3 separate regions of the Rattus norvegicus genome follow, and regions 1 and 3 are each linked to region 2. Evidence: chromatin contacts called from public Hi-C data. All regions are on one chromosome and are shown on one strand. The core of a region is the stretch at or near the end of the contact, and the rest is flanking DNA. Distances in the headings are between cores, read along the strand shown.

What was found. A called contact is a pair of places that touch in the nucleus more often than the background predicts.
Region 1: a contact with region 2 is called in a Hi-C map of liver, with 5 times the contacts expected there. The contact joins two enhancer-like sites. A contact is called at or near these places in 11 of 12 Hi-C or Micro-C datasets (the A7r5 cell line, the Rat2 cell line, Schwann cells and 6 more) and 1 of 1 datasets of contacts at active chromatin or transcription factors (oligodendrocytes).
Region 3: a contact with region 2 is called in a Hi-C map of hepatocytes, with 1.7 times the contacts expected there. The contact joins the promoter of Bnip3l here to the enhancer-like site in region 2. A contact is called at or near these places in 2 of 12 Hi-C or Micro-C datasets (hepatocytes and mammary epithelial cells).

Annotation. Positions count from the first base shown.
Region 1 is chr15:45,417,028-45,419,727 of GRCr8, reverse strand. All of the region lies in intron 2 of Ppp2r2a (protein phosphatase 2, regulatory subunit B, alpha), which reads left to right. Among named protein-coding and RNA genes, the nearest start is that of Ppp2r2a, 21 kb to the left of the region's middle. Within about 2 kb of position 1,372, at least 20 of the 93 cell types and tissues checked have an H3K27ac peak or open chromatin away from gene starts, as enhancers often do. A contact at or near this core is called in hepatocytes and liver, where this site is marked.
Region 2 is chr15:45,560,075-45,562,774 of GRCr8, reverse strand. No RefSeq gene overlaps it. Among named protein-coding and RNA genes, the nearest start is that of Ebf2, 50 kb to the left of the region's middle. Within about 2 kb of position 1,339, at least 91 of the 93 cell types and tissues checked have an H3K27ac peak or open chromatin away from gene starts, as enhancers often do. A contact at or near this core is called in hepatocytes and liver, where this site is marked.
Region 3 is chr15:45,371,950-45,374,649 of GRCr8, reverse strand. It overlaps Bnip3l (BCL2 interacting protein 3 like), which reads left to right and starts at 1,437. Exons shown (of 6, transcript NM_080888.2): 1 at 1,437-1,539. The coding sequence starts at 1,443.

The sequences.
Region 1 (2,700 bases), core at 123-2,622, 140 kb after region 2:
ATTCTCCGCTCCTCTACCTTCTTTTCCCAGGAAACTGAGTGCTCGTCACAGAACTTAAGATAGCAGTTTATTCTGTTACTTCCAGTGAGATCCAGCTCCACAGGGTTCTGCCTTTACCTTCCTTGTCTGTATTTGTATCTTTTGTAGAAATGCCTAAAGGAGCCCTATACTGTCTTTTGTTAGACCGTAAACATAGAATCTGCATCTTTGGTAATGGCTATCTTTAGGAAGGTGAGGCCTGAGGTAAAGGACTTGTATATTCTGTAGGGAAGCTTTTTAGTTATTTAACCCTAACTAAATATTTTGTTTTGTGAGCTAGAATACACTTGGTAATTTAAGATTTGCTCTCAAGTATTTACACATTGCACAGCACTAGGTACACCTATCACAGCGTGGTGTTGTGGGGACCTCTGCTCAGCAGTGATGACTATGCACCCTGCTGAGTAGTTCTGCCTATCTCTGCCTCCCTTTGTGACTATAGTTACTGTTGAAGAGTAACTGAGCTTACTGAGTTTTGTAATTTGCAATGTTAGAATTCAGTTACAGGGGCTAGAGTGGTTCCGAGCATGGACCAGTGTTGGATTCTCACCAGTTACCAGCAGTGCAGCATGCGACAATCTAACTCCAGTCCCAGGGATCTGACTCCCTTCTGGCCTCCATGTAACTCCATACATGCAGTATACAGACATACATGTAGGCAACACATACACAGACAGGGTTTCTCTGTAGCTCTGGCTCACAAACTTTTTAAAATTAAAAAAACAGCAATAAAGCTGCTAAGAAGTGGAGATTGTAGTGCAGTAGGATTGCTGCAAAGTTCAAGGCTACTGTTGGTTATATGATAAATTAGTTGACTACCAGGCCAGCCAGGGCTATATACTAAAACTCTGTCTCAGGAAATAGTTTATTACTATTTAAACGTATTGCTAAGTTTAAATTGCTTTGTGGAGTTTTTGTGACAGTTTATGTGGTCTAGGCTGCTTGTGACTTGTAATTCTCTTCCCTTAGACCAATGATAGTAGGGTTATACATGTATGTTACCACACCTGGCCTAAACTAGTGTTTTGAATTGACTTTGTTGACACTGAAGTTTTAGAATTCAGCAGTTAGTAAAATTACCATAGAAGAAAATACCCTGGGAATTACTGATATAGGTGAAAACATTGTTTTCTTCAAAAGTAGAATTAGACTAATTAGGTAGAAAAACTAATACACATTTCCTATCACTTTTTATCAAAACAGGCTTTGAAAGAACGTGCAAAGTACCTTATTTAAGCAATAGCAGAATTGACTTGTGGTAGTGAATTGTGATCTAAACCCATGTGTTAAAACAAACAGACATTCTGAAATGTCCAACAAGCATAATAGGGAGAGTTCAGTATCCTTGGAAACCCTGGAAGAGTGCCCTAACTAAGCTGTGAGAAGCACTTGGCAGGTACAAACTAGTAGCTGGAAAAAATGACATTGCTGACTGTTTTAGTGTTTGTTTACAGGGTTGAGAACCCCCTGGAGAGTAAGAGAAGGGACCTGTATTCATTGGCCTGAGTAGAAATGACAGTGGACTATAGGATAATGGCTAGATTAATGAGTATTTTGTATTTTGAAACAGGGATTAAAAATCAAATAGCCTGAGATCTGGGACTGTAACTAAATGGTAGAATGTCTGCCTCATAGGTCTGGGGAGGACCTGTGTTAGGTGCTCTTAAACAGCGGCAACACATACACAAACCTGGGCACACTGGGGGTCGGGGAGGCAGGGAGGCAGCTAGGGCTGGAGGAGAGAATCTTACTTAACCTTGAAGCTCAAAGATGAAACTTAACTGCTCTAGGCAGTTCCCTCTTTAAGTTGTAGCGTTGCTACCTGGCCATGAAGTTCTTAACTGTTTTTGTATGCTGACCAAGGAGCTGTAGTAGGCATCCTCTAAGATGCCTCCAATGGGTACTGCCCTCTGGTGTTCTGGTCTTTTTGTAAGTTTCTCACTTGAATATGACAGGCCTAGCAACTGGCTCTTACAAGCATGATGGAAGTGATGACATACACTTACAGATGAGGCAACCCAAAGGGTTTAGGCTGCTCCCTTTCATTTTCCTGACCTGCTACCATGATTGTGAACTTTGCTTGAATCCATGTGGCAGAGAACTGCTATCTCAGGTAAGCATCCAGGAAAACTGATGCCTGACAGCAGACATGGGAGTGAGTCTGTAGTTGATACCTACATAATTTTCCTCTGGAGGGAGCATCCTCTCATCTAACAACCAAAAAAATAAGGCCACAGGAAACAATAGTTTTTATTTTGAAGATACTAATCCAGTGGTGTTACACAGAAAATCTCCATGTTACCAAGTCTAAAATTAAGGCCCCATTGCTCATATCTTTCTAAGTTCTTTTAAATGTAGCTTATCACTACTGCTTTTCCAAAACACTGTCTGCTTAGCTTGTGGAAAAACATTCCACCTTACCAGCAGCCCCCTTGTCCAGTCATCTCTTCATGTGGTTCCTGCTCAGCTGCCAAGGATAGGAGAGCCTTAAGGCTCTTAACCCACAATCCTGGTTTTCTTTGCCTATCCCACAAGAAAATCACCTTGAAGTGTCACATGACTTTAAGTGCCCTCTGTAAACTACTGCCAAATCTGTCTAGCTGCCGATACAACATTTTGCTCAAATACCCAGGGAGAGATGTGCAGATGGACTACAGCTTT
Region 2 (2,700 bases), core at 90-2,589:
ACATACTCAGAATGTGAATATTCAGACAGTTATATTACAAAACACCCTATGTCAGACTCAAGCAGCCCTGTTGCTTGAGATAGTTATAAGCGCAGACTGAGGTGTTTATATTTCACTATGACTCAAGCAGCAGGCACGGAGCTGCAGTGGTGGCAACTTTCCTATAAGCTGTCAACAAAAAAAAGGCCAAACACTATCTGCATGCACTCACCTCAAGAACCTAGAACCCACAAGCTCACAGAGACTGAAAGTAGATCAGAGGAAACTGGGCTACAGGGGGCATGATGGGAGTTCCTGATCATTGGCTGCACCATCCCTGTCTGGAGTCATGGAAAAGATTTGGAAGTGAACAGTAACGACGGTTGGGTAACATTCTGAATGCAATTAAAGCAAGCCAGCCACTGATCTCGTTCACTTCGAAATGGCTAAATGGATTTGTTGTAATAAAAGCTTCACCTGGCCACGGTGGTGAATGCAATACCAGTTCTTGTGAAAGGACTGAGGCAGGAGGATTACAAATTTCAGGTCAGCATGGGCCCCATAGCAAGAGACTAAGGGAAGGAAGGAAGGAAGGAAGGAAGGAAGGAAGGAAGGAAGGAAGGACCTTGCCAAAAAAAAAAAAAAACAAAACAAAAAAAAAACAAAACAAAACAAAACTCGTTTGGAAATAAAATGGAGCCGGTTCTAACTCTGGACTATACAAAGTAAGAGTCTGTCACAGAAAAAAAAAGGAGGGGTGGGGATGGTGGGAAGAAATGAAGTAAAGGACGGTGGGAGAGAGAGAAAGGAGGGACTTGCAGAATTTTTGTATGTTTATAAGTAGAATAGAGCTGGTCCTAGCTCTGAAAATTAATGCATGGCATTCACCTACATGATTCACCAGCGGGATATCTGATAACTTCCCAGGACAATTCTTTATGGTCCGGGACTATCCTACAGGATGTCCAGTATGGCGGGTCAGCGCCACTAAATGCAAGTAAGGCTCCCTTTATTACAAAAATGCCCAGGTTCAAGAAAACAGCTCCGCCCCTCTTGAGAGTTAGGAGGCAGGAAGTGAAGAGAGAGAGCCTAGGCGGCGCCTGGGTTCTGGCCAAGGGCGTGCCTGAAGCCCTCGGGGAGCATGGGGGCAGAGGGCTCCGTAAAGGAACCAGCAGAAATCCAGATTTCTGGTAAACGGATCTAGCTGAAGGATAGGGAGTTAAAGGGAAAGGAACGGGTGAACTAGCCGGTGAGGTTTAGTCCAGTTTTTATCCTTAACAGTCTCCAGTTCACGCCTGCAAAGCTCATTGCGTTCCCCTGCCAGACGGTGGAGCTAGAGAGCCTCGTACAGATCCCGGTCCTCTGGGTTCAGGTTTGAGGCAGGGCTGACTCAGCCCTCCACGGATGACACAGCAGGATCGCCGACTGTGACCTGCAAGCAACAGCTTCATTTATCGAATAATTAGCTAATTCTTTTTTTTTTTCATTTAACTTTAACGACCTATGACAGGTGGGGCGGTGGCATTGGAAGGTTCAGACAGCTCAAACAGAAATCAGTAAGATAAGTCAGGACCCTGTCACAGACTCCTAGGCAAGAAATTAAAAATCTCTTGCAATCTTCTAAGTGTCCCTAGGCAGCCTGCCCAGTGGGGCTGCGGCAGTCCCTCCCCTCCTCCTCCCTGCGGTTAGCTGGGACTTCTACTGGAGGAGGAACACAGTCACGCAGTGGCTCCGCCCACCTCCTAGCCAATCACTGCACAGCCCTCTCCCTCCTTCCTAGCACCTGATGGATATCGAAGCATTTAAGCCGGCCATCTCAAGGGTTTAAGAGCTTGGGAACAGTGGCTTCCACAGGACGCTCGAAGGTCCTGGTTGCAGCGTTTGTGATTCTAAAGCTGGCACTGTTAGGAAAATGGGATTGGCTGACAGGCCGGTGGATCTGGGTTGTTTACCTCCCGAGGCTCTGTGCTCACATCGCGGACACACACACACACACACACACACACACACACACACACACACACACGCCGGGACCAAAAGCCTCTAGTGTCACCTTTTCTACCTCTTCGGAGGTGGAGGCAAAAGGCCACCTGATGCCAGTGTCTTTTGGTGAACCATTCAACCGTCCCTTCCAGCACTTGCAGGACTCTGCTTTTCGGAGACCTGGCAGCTGCCAGGCGTCTCCGTGCCATGTATTAGATTCTGGGTGGCAGGAGCCAAGTCTATGCAGTCCATGCAACCTGAGCCCTTTCTGTACTGTAATCAATATGATGGTGAGTCCTCTGCACGAATAACCAGGGAAACTGCACCACCACCACCCATCCACCTCCATATACTTTCACAGCATCTCACTGGATCTGGACCACACCTGGCCAGGCAGGTGCCCTTGTTATGCCCATTTTATAGATAAGGAAATAGAAGCCTCGAGTCACCTGCCTGGAATGCAGCAGAACCACTCTGAGCAAATCCCTTCCAAAGGCAACCTCATTTGGTTCACGGTTTAAGAGGAGGTCAAGCACAGTGGGGAAGACACAGCCCCAGGAAGGTGAGACACCTGGTCATGTGTCCACAGTGAATGTGTTCTTTTTGAAGACACCGATTGAATTTCCAGGAGGAGAACTGATTATCAGGCTCAGAGAACTGAAAGACCAAAGGGGAGCATTAAGTAATGGTAAAAGCATATCTGCAGGGGCAGCTTCTAGGGCATAAGGAGGAGTGAGG
Region 3 (2,700 bases), core at 188-2,687, 190 kb after region 2:
GGAGAATTAAGGAAGAATCCACATGTACAATTAACCCTAAGAGAGAATTAGTTATACAATAAATTCATAATCTTTAAAAAATATAACGACTGGTGCAGGAGTGGTGGCTGAGCAGTTAAGAGCCTGTGCTGCTCTTGTAGAGGACCTGATTTTCAGAACCCAAGTCAGATGGCTCATAATTTCCAGGAAGTCCAGTATCAGAGCTATCTGATATTTCTGGCCTCAGAAGGCCCTTGGACACCAGCACACACATGCACAGAAATAAAAGTTAAAATTATAAATCTCAAATCATTGTGTGTGCATGTATTTATGATTTATAGGGGGCAAGTGCATGCCAAGGTGCATTTGTGGAGGTCAGAAGGCAACTTTGTTAGCTCTCGGTATACCATGAGTTCTGGGGAATGAACGAACTCAGTCTCTAGATTTACTTAACAAGCACCTTTACCGGCAGAACTATCTCACTGGCTAGTCCTAGATTTAATATTTTGGTGTGTGGGTATCTCAGACCATATTTTTTAAAAAGACAATTACATGAAAATTCAACATCTACAGATTGAAACAAAGTTAAAAGAAAAACATTCTCTGTACGAAAATCAGGTGGAGAAAACTTGACAAAGATACAATGTAGGAGTATTTAGGAATTAAGTAACAGAGTCAGCAACGTACAGGAGGTAGGGCATTAACAGAGACAGGTAACAACCAGGGTTTGGGTAAATCTGTGTGGGTTATTTTTTCCCCTTTTAATTTGTTTTTTAAGGCAAGGGCTCACAGGATAACAGGGAACTAGGGATCCTCCTGCTTCAGTCTCTGGAAGGGCTGAGATGACAGGTATGCACCACGCCCAGCCATTGATTTTTTTTTTAACAGTGATTGCGTGTTACTTTTGTAATTAAAATATTAGAAATTCCAACAATGTGATTAGCTCCAAGGTACCTCACACGGTATCCTGTGGGAGGCACAAATGGATGTTTCACCAGGGGAGGAACTGGGGTTTTCTGCTTCTTTAAAGCCTGGGGTGAGTCCTTACGTGGATGTTGCAGGCGTGGGAGGGGTTCCATTCACGCCCGGAGCTTCCGGGCTGCACACTCCTTCCCATTCTCAATCCAGTGTCAACTTCCTAGCTCAGCCCTTCCGGCTATTGCGACTGACTCGCAGGAATTCGTTCCTGGCGCCCGAGTCAGCGCGACTTCCGCACCCGCAAGTCCGGAGGAGCTGGCGAATGCCCCGCCTCAACTCGGCCTGGTCACGCCCCCTCACCCCCGCTCAGACCCTATAGTCCGGCTGCCTGTGTTGTCATCACGTGGCCCGGGAAGGTTCTGACGTCACGCTGGGAGGGAGTGCGCAGGCGCAGAAAAGGGGGCGGGGGGACTCGACTTGTTGTGTTGCTGCCCGAGAGCCGGATACTGTCGTCCTGCGGCCGTGCCGCTTCCAGCCTCCCGACCATGTCTCACTTAGTCGAGCCGCCGCCGCCCCTGCACAACAACAACAACAACTGCGAGGAAGGGGAGCAGTCCCTGCCGCCGCCCGCTGGCCTCAACAGTGAGCACGGGGCCGCCGGGCTCAGCGGAGGGATGGGGGAGGAGCCGCTGCCGCCGTGCGGTGGGGGGAAAAGGGGGGCGGGAGCAGACGGCAGCTCATTGGTTTGGGTCGAGGTTGCGGCATGTGAGTGACAGCGACGCCCTCCGGTCAGGAGCAGGCGCTCGGGGCTGGCTCTTGGCCTGCGCTCTGGGCACAGAGGTTTAGGGTCGCGGTGGGCGTCTGGAGCCGGCGGCGCACGCAGCTGTGGGCGGCAAGCTGGAGCTGGCCAGCCGAGGGGGGCATGGGACGTGCGGCGGGGACACCCGGAGATGGATGCGACTGGCCGGGCGTGGCGGGTGGACGTGCCGCCCCGCAGGTGTGCGTGCTGGGCTTGCCTCCTACCGCACTCCAGTCCAGGGGTCATCGGAGTTTCTTTCAGGGTGCTTGCTCCGCCTCTGACATTTACCTTTTTCTTTTCTTTCTTTCTTTTTCTTTTTTTTTTTTTTGTCTGAAAAATTCCCAAGTTCCTCATGTGAGTTTTTTGTTGCTGTTAACCTTGAACTCATATTTTACTGCTTTTTCTTTTTTTGTCTTATGTAGCCCAGGCAGGGCTTGCACTTGTGTTGCTGAGTCTGACCTGATCCTACCTGCTTTCCACTTTGCCAAGTTCTGGGGTGACAGGCGGCTAACATACTAGTGTCTTTAAACGTGCTGTTTCTTATGTTAAATGGATTGAGTGTCCAGCACATGCCCTGAGATCACATCCCTTTCGACCAAATCTGCAGTGGACTTCAGAAAATACAGTAAATAGCACAACAGACACAGGGCACAGGTATTGGCAATTGAAAGTTGATGGTAAGGATAGAGTTGCAGTCAAACAGACATCTTGTCCCCAGAGTGTCCACTGTTGTGAGATCACCCTGCCTTCTTGCCCAATCTTTCTGTTTGGATTTCATATCTTAATGAAAGAGGTAGTGGGTGGTGGTAGTCGACACAGGGCCAGATAAAGTTCTTTAAAAGCCATTTGCATGCTTAAAGGTCAGGCAGTGTCTTTCATAAGAGGGGTTGCTTCCAGGGTGGCCAAAAACGACTTAGTGAAGACCTGTTACTGAGCCTAGAGGATGGCTGCAAGAGCATTTGGTATTGTAACCGGGTGTGGTGGCTCTTGGCCGCCATTCCAGC